Regions from separate parts of the Mus musculus genome. Here region 1 is linked to region 2. Evidence: chromatin contacts called from public Hi-C data. All regions are on one chromosome and are shown on one strand. Each heading gives the region's core, a stretch centred on a gene start, on an enhancer-like site or on the middle of the called end of the contact. The rest is flanking DNA. Distances are from core to core; before and after follow the strand shown.

The links. A called contact is a pair of places that touch in the nucleus more often than the background predicts.
Region 1: a Hi-C map of ventral hippocampal neurons shows a contact between it and region 2, with 1.7 times the contacts expected there. The contact joins two enhancer-like sites. A contact is called at or near these places in 1 of 39 promoter capture datasets (hippocampal neurons) and 2 of 484 Hi-C or Micro-C datasets (cerebellar granule neurons and ventral hippocampal neurons).

Annotation. Positions count from the first base shown.
Region 1 is chr16:79,716,178-79,719,915 of GRCm38.p6, forward strand. No RefSeq gene overlaps it. Among named protein-coding and RNA genes, the nearest start is that of 1700066C05Rik, 280 kb to the right of the region's middle. Within about 2 kb of position 2,229, at least 9 of the 459 cell types and tissues checked have an H3K27ac peak or open chromatin away from gene starts, as enhancers often do. A contact at or near this core is called in ventral hippocampal neurons, where this site is marked.
Region 2 is chr16:79,184,185-79,188,128 of GRCm38.p6, forward strand. No RefSeq gene overlaps it. Among named protein-coding and RNA genes, the nearest start is that of Tmprss15, 95 kb to the left of the region's middle. Within about 2 kb of position 2,482, at least 14 of the 459 cell types and tissues checked have an H3K27ac peak or open chromatin away from gene starts, as enhancers often do. A contact at or near this core is called in ventral hippocampal neurons, where this site is marked.

The DNA of each region.
Region 1 (3,738 bases), core at 979-3,478, 530 kb after region 2:
CTACTGAATAAGAAAGAATAAGAGAAAATCACTTATTTTGCAAAATCAAATAATACCCACTGTTTCATTTCAAATAACACCACAAATTCACACAAATAAGACATCACATATAACATAACTACAGATTTTAAAAATTAAGAAATACACCACTACAGTGTGTCCAGTTTATTTTGACAAGAGTTTTATGAAAATTTAATGAACTAATAATCATTCCAAAATTATCCATTTCAACAACTATATTTTAAGCAATGTGAATGGGCCCCCTTCCACAAAATTACTGTTTTATTTCAGAAATTGAAGTTGACTGAACATAACATTAAAAAGTGGAAACATTTATAAATAGTAATAGCTAAGTCAAATATGAAATTTTATTTGCCTTTGACATGTTTTATTCTTTCAGCATGCATAGATTTTACTGAGCACCAGTAATGAGATGTTCTCCTGAATTTTGACCTCTTTCTTCTGTAGATTTGGGGCCTGTTGGAATCACTGTGCCAGAGTCTTCATGCTGTCACTATGTTAGACATAATCCATTGTTGTTGTGTTGTAAGAAAGCACTCTATAGAAGATTGAGCTTGTCTTTTAATTTCATGGAGTCTATGGTTTTTTTGCACTGTTATTGCCATATTTATTTTTATGTGTCTTGAGTGTTGCTTTTCTGTACAGCAGAATATCCAGACACCCCCTTGCATGGTGGAAACATGCCCTCCCAGGGAATAGGATAGCTCATTGTTTTCCTGCCTTATCTTTTTGCCTTATTAGATATTCTGCAAATAATATATTTACATCAGGATTTATACTAGTACCAAAATAAAAGTTATGAAGTAAAAAGTGAAGAACTTTGTGGCCAAGGGTCACTACTTGAGAAACTGCACCAAAGAATTGTAAGATTAGGAAGGTTGAGAGCTCAACGCTCTTCTCCTCCACTGACCAGCACTATTAAGAGAACGCTGACATTTTAAAAATATTATTATTTTATTTACATCCTTATCACCTTACTTGTTGTGGGTTTCTAGAGAGAAAGATAGTAAAATATTGATCCTACCCACAAAGCTGCAGAGTCCATTAGTCATTCTTATGCAGGCCCCACTCTGAATCCAACAGCACACTCCAGGTATCTTCTGTCTCTTTAATATGTTTCGGCTCTGTTTTGGCTATGGCAGTCATTTGTTAGCATACAGATCTCAACTTGACTTCTTGATATTCCTGTGAATCTCAGATTCTAGGGTAGCAGTTTGGCCAGAAATATTTGGTTTCTTTTATGCCAAGCTATATTCTCACGATTCAGTTTATAAAACTACTTTTTCTTGTAAGACAAAAGTGATAACATGTAATACTTTCAGTATTGCAGTTAAAGTGAGAAGCTCTTTAATAAACACTTACCTACTCTGGGAATTTCCATGTGTTTCTGGTCACAGTGATTTTTGTCCAATAATTGATATTTTTTTTTCCTACTTGCAACGTAGGAGTTGTTGAAGAAAATGTAGCATGATTTCAATCTTCTAAATCTTGTTCTTGACTTTATGGTTTACAGTAGTAAACTACCACAATTCCCATCTCCTAAGAGTTTGCTTAGTTTACATGGATCAGAAATCTTTAATTAGCAAACCTTACCATCTAAGGTTCTTCATTGTTCTATCAAGTGTGAAATTATACTTTTGTTATAATTTACTGGGCTAATAGGGTATCTGCTTTGGCCACTGTGTCTATTAAACAGTAACATGCGTAATATTCAACTATAATAAAATGAATAACCACCATGGACAATAATATTATATCAAAACTTGCTTAAATATCTTTATTAAATTATGAATATTTCCTATTTATTTTTACATAGAAAAGTACACTTTACTTTTAAAAGTGTCCAATTTAAAAGTTTCCTGGTTTTTCTAATGACAAAGAATGCCATCTTCAAACTGTGATTTTTTTTTTTTTTGAGCAACAAGCCAGAATAAAGTCCAAGAAATATCTCATCCAATTCTCTCTATTTTTAATGCAGTTCTATTATAGACAGGACAAGGAGTCCTCAAAATAAAGTGAGCAGCACAGATTGACCATCTACCAATTTATAGACAGGTGCTCTTTCCTTATATCAGTTCTGCCTCTGAAATCTCTAAGTAATTTGCTAGTTGTAGACAGACAAATGGAGGCTTTCTACTGCTACTGTTCTTAGGCAGGGCAGACTCACCCAGTAATGTTATCAACAACATCCCCCACAGATATATTTATTACCACGATTCATTTTGCTCTGCATCAGCAGGTCCATCTGGCAGTAAAGGATTGACCAGGTGTTCTGGGGAAAGTTGGCACACAAATGCCTTGCATATTGTGACACTAACAGGAGGAAGAGATTTTTAAAATGAGAGGAAATTAAATTATTCTTGGTATTTGTGAGGTTACAAGACATTTTTAGATGGTAAAAATTATGGAACATCTTTTTGCCTTGTTTGTTGCTGATTTTTGGCTTGGTCTGAATTATCAGAATGAGGAATAAATATCCAAAGGTAATTGAGTGTGTACGCATCTGTGAAGTGAATAAACAAAACAGTGTATAAACCTCCTAAGAATTTTGCAGTGAAGCAAACCAAAAGACCAACCCCTTGAAACCATTTGCTAAATCAAAAATATTAACAAAGCCTCTGTCTTGATTTCTTTTGATTAGTTGGTATCTGACTCGGGTTTCTCAATCATATGCCAAGAGTAGAGTTTACAAATGGCTTTCCCATACTAAATTGAATTTTGTGGCCAGAATTATTTAATCCTTTTCCTAGGTGGAACAATTTCCTGTGTATTTTAGCTTATCAAAGCAATGAATATATTAGCAGACCAGATCTCATTCTGGAGATGCACAACTTTCATTGAATAACAATTGCAGTACATATTCATGTAGGCTATCCACATTCCTTCCAAAGCTTTGGACAATGAAATGTTGTTTGTGTACTATGTCTGTACTCCTGTGCACAGTAATGAAAAGCCTCTAGTGCCAGTATCAGCAATAAGCAAGAGTACTAATTTCATCACATAAGAATCAATATCAGCTTTTCCCTAATTCAGCCACAGGGGTCACCAGCTTCTGTCCATTGGTTGAGTATAAATATCTCCATCTGATTTTCACCTGATTGTTGGACCTTTCTGAAGGCAGTCATGATAGGCCCCTGTTTATAAGCACACCATAGGTTCAGTAATAGTGTCAGGCGTTGGGGCCTCTTCCTGAGCTGGATCTCAATTTGGGCCTGTGGCTGGACCTCCTTTTCCTCAGGGTCTTCTCCATTTTTGTTCCTGCAGTTCTTATAAACAGGAACAATTCTGGGTTGGGTTTTTGACTGTGGAATGGCAACCCCATCCCTTCATTTGATGCCCTGTCTTTCTACTGGAAGTGGACTCTCCACTGTAGGGTTTTCATCTAAGGTCTATCTCTTTGGGTTCTGAGAGTCTCTCACTCCCAGGTCTCTGGTACATTCTAGAGTGCCCCCCGCCCCCACCTCCCACCTCTCAGGGTTGCCTGTTTCCAATTTTTCTGCTGGCCCTCAGGGCTGGAAGAAGCTCATGGGAAGGCCTATAGGAAGACCAGCAGTCTCAACTAACCTGAATCGCCAGGATCTCTCAGACATTGAGCCACCAACCAGGCACATACACTAGCTGATATTAGACCCCTAACACATATACTGCAGAGGACTGCAGGGTCTGGCCTTAGTGAGATGAACCTAACACTCAAGAGATTAGAGGCTCTAGGGAATG
Region 2 (3,944 bases), core at 1,232-3,731:
ACATGCTGAGGTGCTGAATTCTGAAAGGAAGCAGAAATGCAATAAAAACAAAAACCCAAAAAACAAACAAACAAACAAAAAACCCAAAAAATAAAACTTTGTTTCTCTACGGTTCCAAACAGGAGCTCAATCTGGGGAGACAAGGAGCCCTCAAAGCATGAGATCCCTATGAATCACAACATAGGTATCCATGTTAGATACTGATAACCAATATCTTGGCTCTCAGGATGAAAGTCATAGATAGACTTCTCCTGAGCTGGGACAGTCAGACCTAAGAGCCATTTGTAATGCTGAACAAGGGCTCTGAAGGGGACGGTTCCCAATTGTGCTGCTTTTTCCTGTGTTTCTCCCACTGAAGGAGTTTGAGTGTCAGAGGATGTCAAACAATCCTAGGAACTCATCATTTGCAGTTGTCATGTTTTTCGGAGAAATGATTTAGAATGTTCTTCCAGAGAGCTGAGTATTTAGCTCGGGAGCTTTGAAGTTTGAGTTCACTTGGCTGCGTATGCATTAGACAAAGAACATTTCTGAGGGAAGCTTAATTAAATCCACTGTCACCAGGGGATGTTCGCATCAGTACTCCTCTTTCCCCGAGGTCCCCAAGTCATATTAGGACACCATGAAGCATCCCCAGTTAATGATACTTGCCTAGTGAATATTTTCTCACAGAACAAATAACTTGTAGGCAAATGACCTGTTGTCATGTTGATCATGCTGCTTTGGAGGAAAGTGTTTTTCCATAGTTAACTTGATTTTCAAGGTGACTGGAAATCTTTTCACTTAAAAATAGAGTTGGGTTGCATCTAGAAATAAATCTTGTCAATAGCAGCACGTTATTTGTTATGTATTTTTTTCTGTAGATTCCACATTTAAAGACGTGAATTTAGTCAAAAACAAAAACAAACAAACAAAAAAAAAGCACTTAAAGGTTAACAAGTCAATGCAGAAAGTACAAAAAGTTGTTCTTAACCATCACACGATGCCAGGATGTAGATAAACCATGTTTATGATCCAATAACTATCCATGGATATATGTTCGTGATAAATTCAGCTATACCTTTGGCAACGTTTCATTTGGATTCTCTTGTTTCACATCCTCCTGGCACATTTTTCTTTTAAATTAAAAAAATTCTATATCATAGTTCTCTAGAATATTGACCATCATCCATGATCAGTGTCTTGTCTTCTAATATATATGGCTACAGCATTGCAGCCATTACAAGATGGAAGGATGAATGCATTCACTGCACAATGCAGCAGATAGTTGCAGAATAACATAAGCAAATGATCTCTTCCCAGACACTGGGTGTTCATTTCATATTCTGGATAAAATGTGTTGATTTCTAGTTTAAAGACTTTGAAGTAATCATGTATCTGGGGCTGTCCCATGGAATGCTGTCAGTTTTTTTGATTCAATATCTGGTAACATTCCCATTTTGTGGTAGAGACTGCATCTAGTACTGAACATTCTGTACTAGTATTCTAATTAGCACAAATATTCTAAATTGTTCTAAATATTATAATTTCTGTGACTATTTTATAGTGGGAGTGTAGTTCTTTGTATACAATTATTTATAGGAATAAATTTAAAAAAAAATGAGCTTTAAGCTCCATGGACTAACATTCCAGTCAGATTATCTGAAGGTTATTATTGCTTTCCTTGTTAAGTCAAACTTACTACCTTTTAAATGTTTATCTTTAGTTTCAGAATAAGTATTCAAGAAGAACAGCAATTTTTTAGTAAACATTTCTATATGAGTCAGCATTTTAATTAGTCTTTGATTATTTTTCTGATATTTTATTATTTATAATACTATCTTTTGAGCTAATGAGTCTGTGCATATAAATAAGCTTATTAGAATATCCAGAAGCTCAATTCTGACTTTACAATATGAACAGAAACAGTGTATAATACTGGCTTTACTATGAAATACTACTATTTTCCTTCTTGAGAAAAGCCTCTCATTTCTACCACTTGCTGCATCTGCAAAGGCCATAAAACCCCAAGAAAAAAATACAAACACAAACACACACACACACGCGCATGTATAGTGATTTTTTAAAACATTGAAGTCATGCTGTTATTAGTAGTTTGCACCGTTTCCCTTATATTTGATAGGTTTACAAAGTAAGACACAATGATTTCAAGAGGAGTCTATATGTATTTATAAAAACTAAACAACATTGACAGCAGGTGAATATTTTTATGTCATTAATATATGAATGAATATGTGCTGTGATGGCTTTTAATGTGGTCATTTTTGATCAAGTGAAATTGTAATACATATTTCCAGAGTGTACCATTGAGCTGGTGTCCAAAGTCTGTAGCCTTATGTCATCCACCTTATGTCAAGAGTGGATGATAACAATGAGGATATCTGATTCCTGTTTTACAATTCAAACTGCATGATTCCAAGTACTCTACACAAAGCCATGCCTGTCACTGTGAAGAACTTCTCTACTGCTATTTTTAGCCTCGGTGCTCTGACTGCCAAAGTAATAGATTAGTACAGTACATATGATGACTCACACCAGTCATATCTTGGCAAGGACACAAATATTGCCAGCAGCAGCATTTATTTAGAAGACTTTTAGCATTAATATATCCTTTGTTTTATTTTAAGTGAAAAATTTGAAACCAGAAGGTTATTTTCACCTTTTCTCTAGCTTTATAATAGATCCAAGAATTTTATTTTTTTGAGATTGAGGGAAGAATTTTATCCCCTATTAATTTCTTATGTTTCTAATTATTCAGTTATTACAATTTCATCATGGTTTGCTCACTTTGTGATTTTCTTTATTGCCAGATTGTGAATCCAACTGTGCTTGTTCTTCTATGATATTAAGAATTCTCACTAGTTTTCTTTTGCTAAAACACAAGACCCGGTGCTGTGTAATTTATGAAGAGAAGATTCTTGCCTAGAGCATAGTTTTGGAGACTAAAGTATAAACATTCTAGCTCCCACTGAAGCCAGGTTCTCTTGAGTATGTTGTTTATAGACGTATGTTACCATGGTACCACGTGTATAATAGAAACACCACACAGAGAGACAGTAAGTAAGCATGCCTAGACGAGAATCTTCCTGTTTACAACAGCCTAAAGCCTCACATAAATTATGTAGTTTCATCGAGGATGTTTTTCTTTTCATAATATTTTTATTGTTTTGGAATCTCACATCATAAATCCTGATTATACTCACTTTCCAGTCCTCCCTCATCTGTGGGACCCTGCCCTCTCCTCAGATAATAATAAGGATTATAAAATAAACACGTTTAATTTGTGTTGCTCCTATACTCATAATGCCCTCAATGGCAAAAACACTTTGCCCTATGCCTCAAATTTTCAATGTGTCACTCTTAAATTTGGTTCATTATCAACCATCTTTGAAGACTGAAACATTACAGGAACATACTCAATATAAATACTGTAATATTTAACCCTAGGCTACCTTCGTTTATGTTTAATTCAAGATACAAACTATATTCATTCCATCTCTCATAGTCTCAAGTCTTATTCTGTCATCAGTGAAAAGTCCAAAATCACGTTCTCATCTGTGATTCAAGGCAAAGTCATTTTAACTAGGGACTGTAACAATGAGAAGGAATTAATAATGAAGAAGGTAAACTTACCTGTATTAAAAAAGTAATAGGGAAGTAGGAAGCAATAAATGACTCAAAAGAAAGACTAACCTAGCAGAGAAGGCATGAAGTATTAAAGCTCTACCAGGAATCATGTCGTAGCACACAATATAATCCAAGCACATGAGAAGTGATGGTAGGTAGATTACAAGTTCAGGACCAGCTTGGGCTATAATATGATATATACTGTATACTGGCACAACATATATATATATATATATATCATATTTTATGCATATATGAAGTATATATGATATATGTCTTGTTACAGTTATAAAGTTTTTTTACATATTTTAACACATATA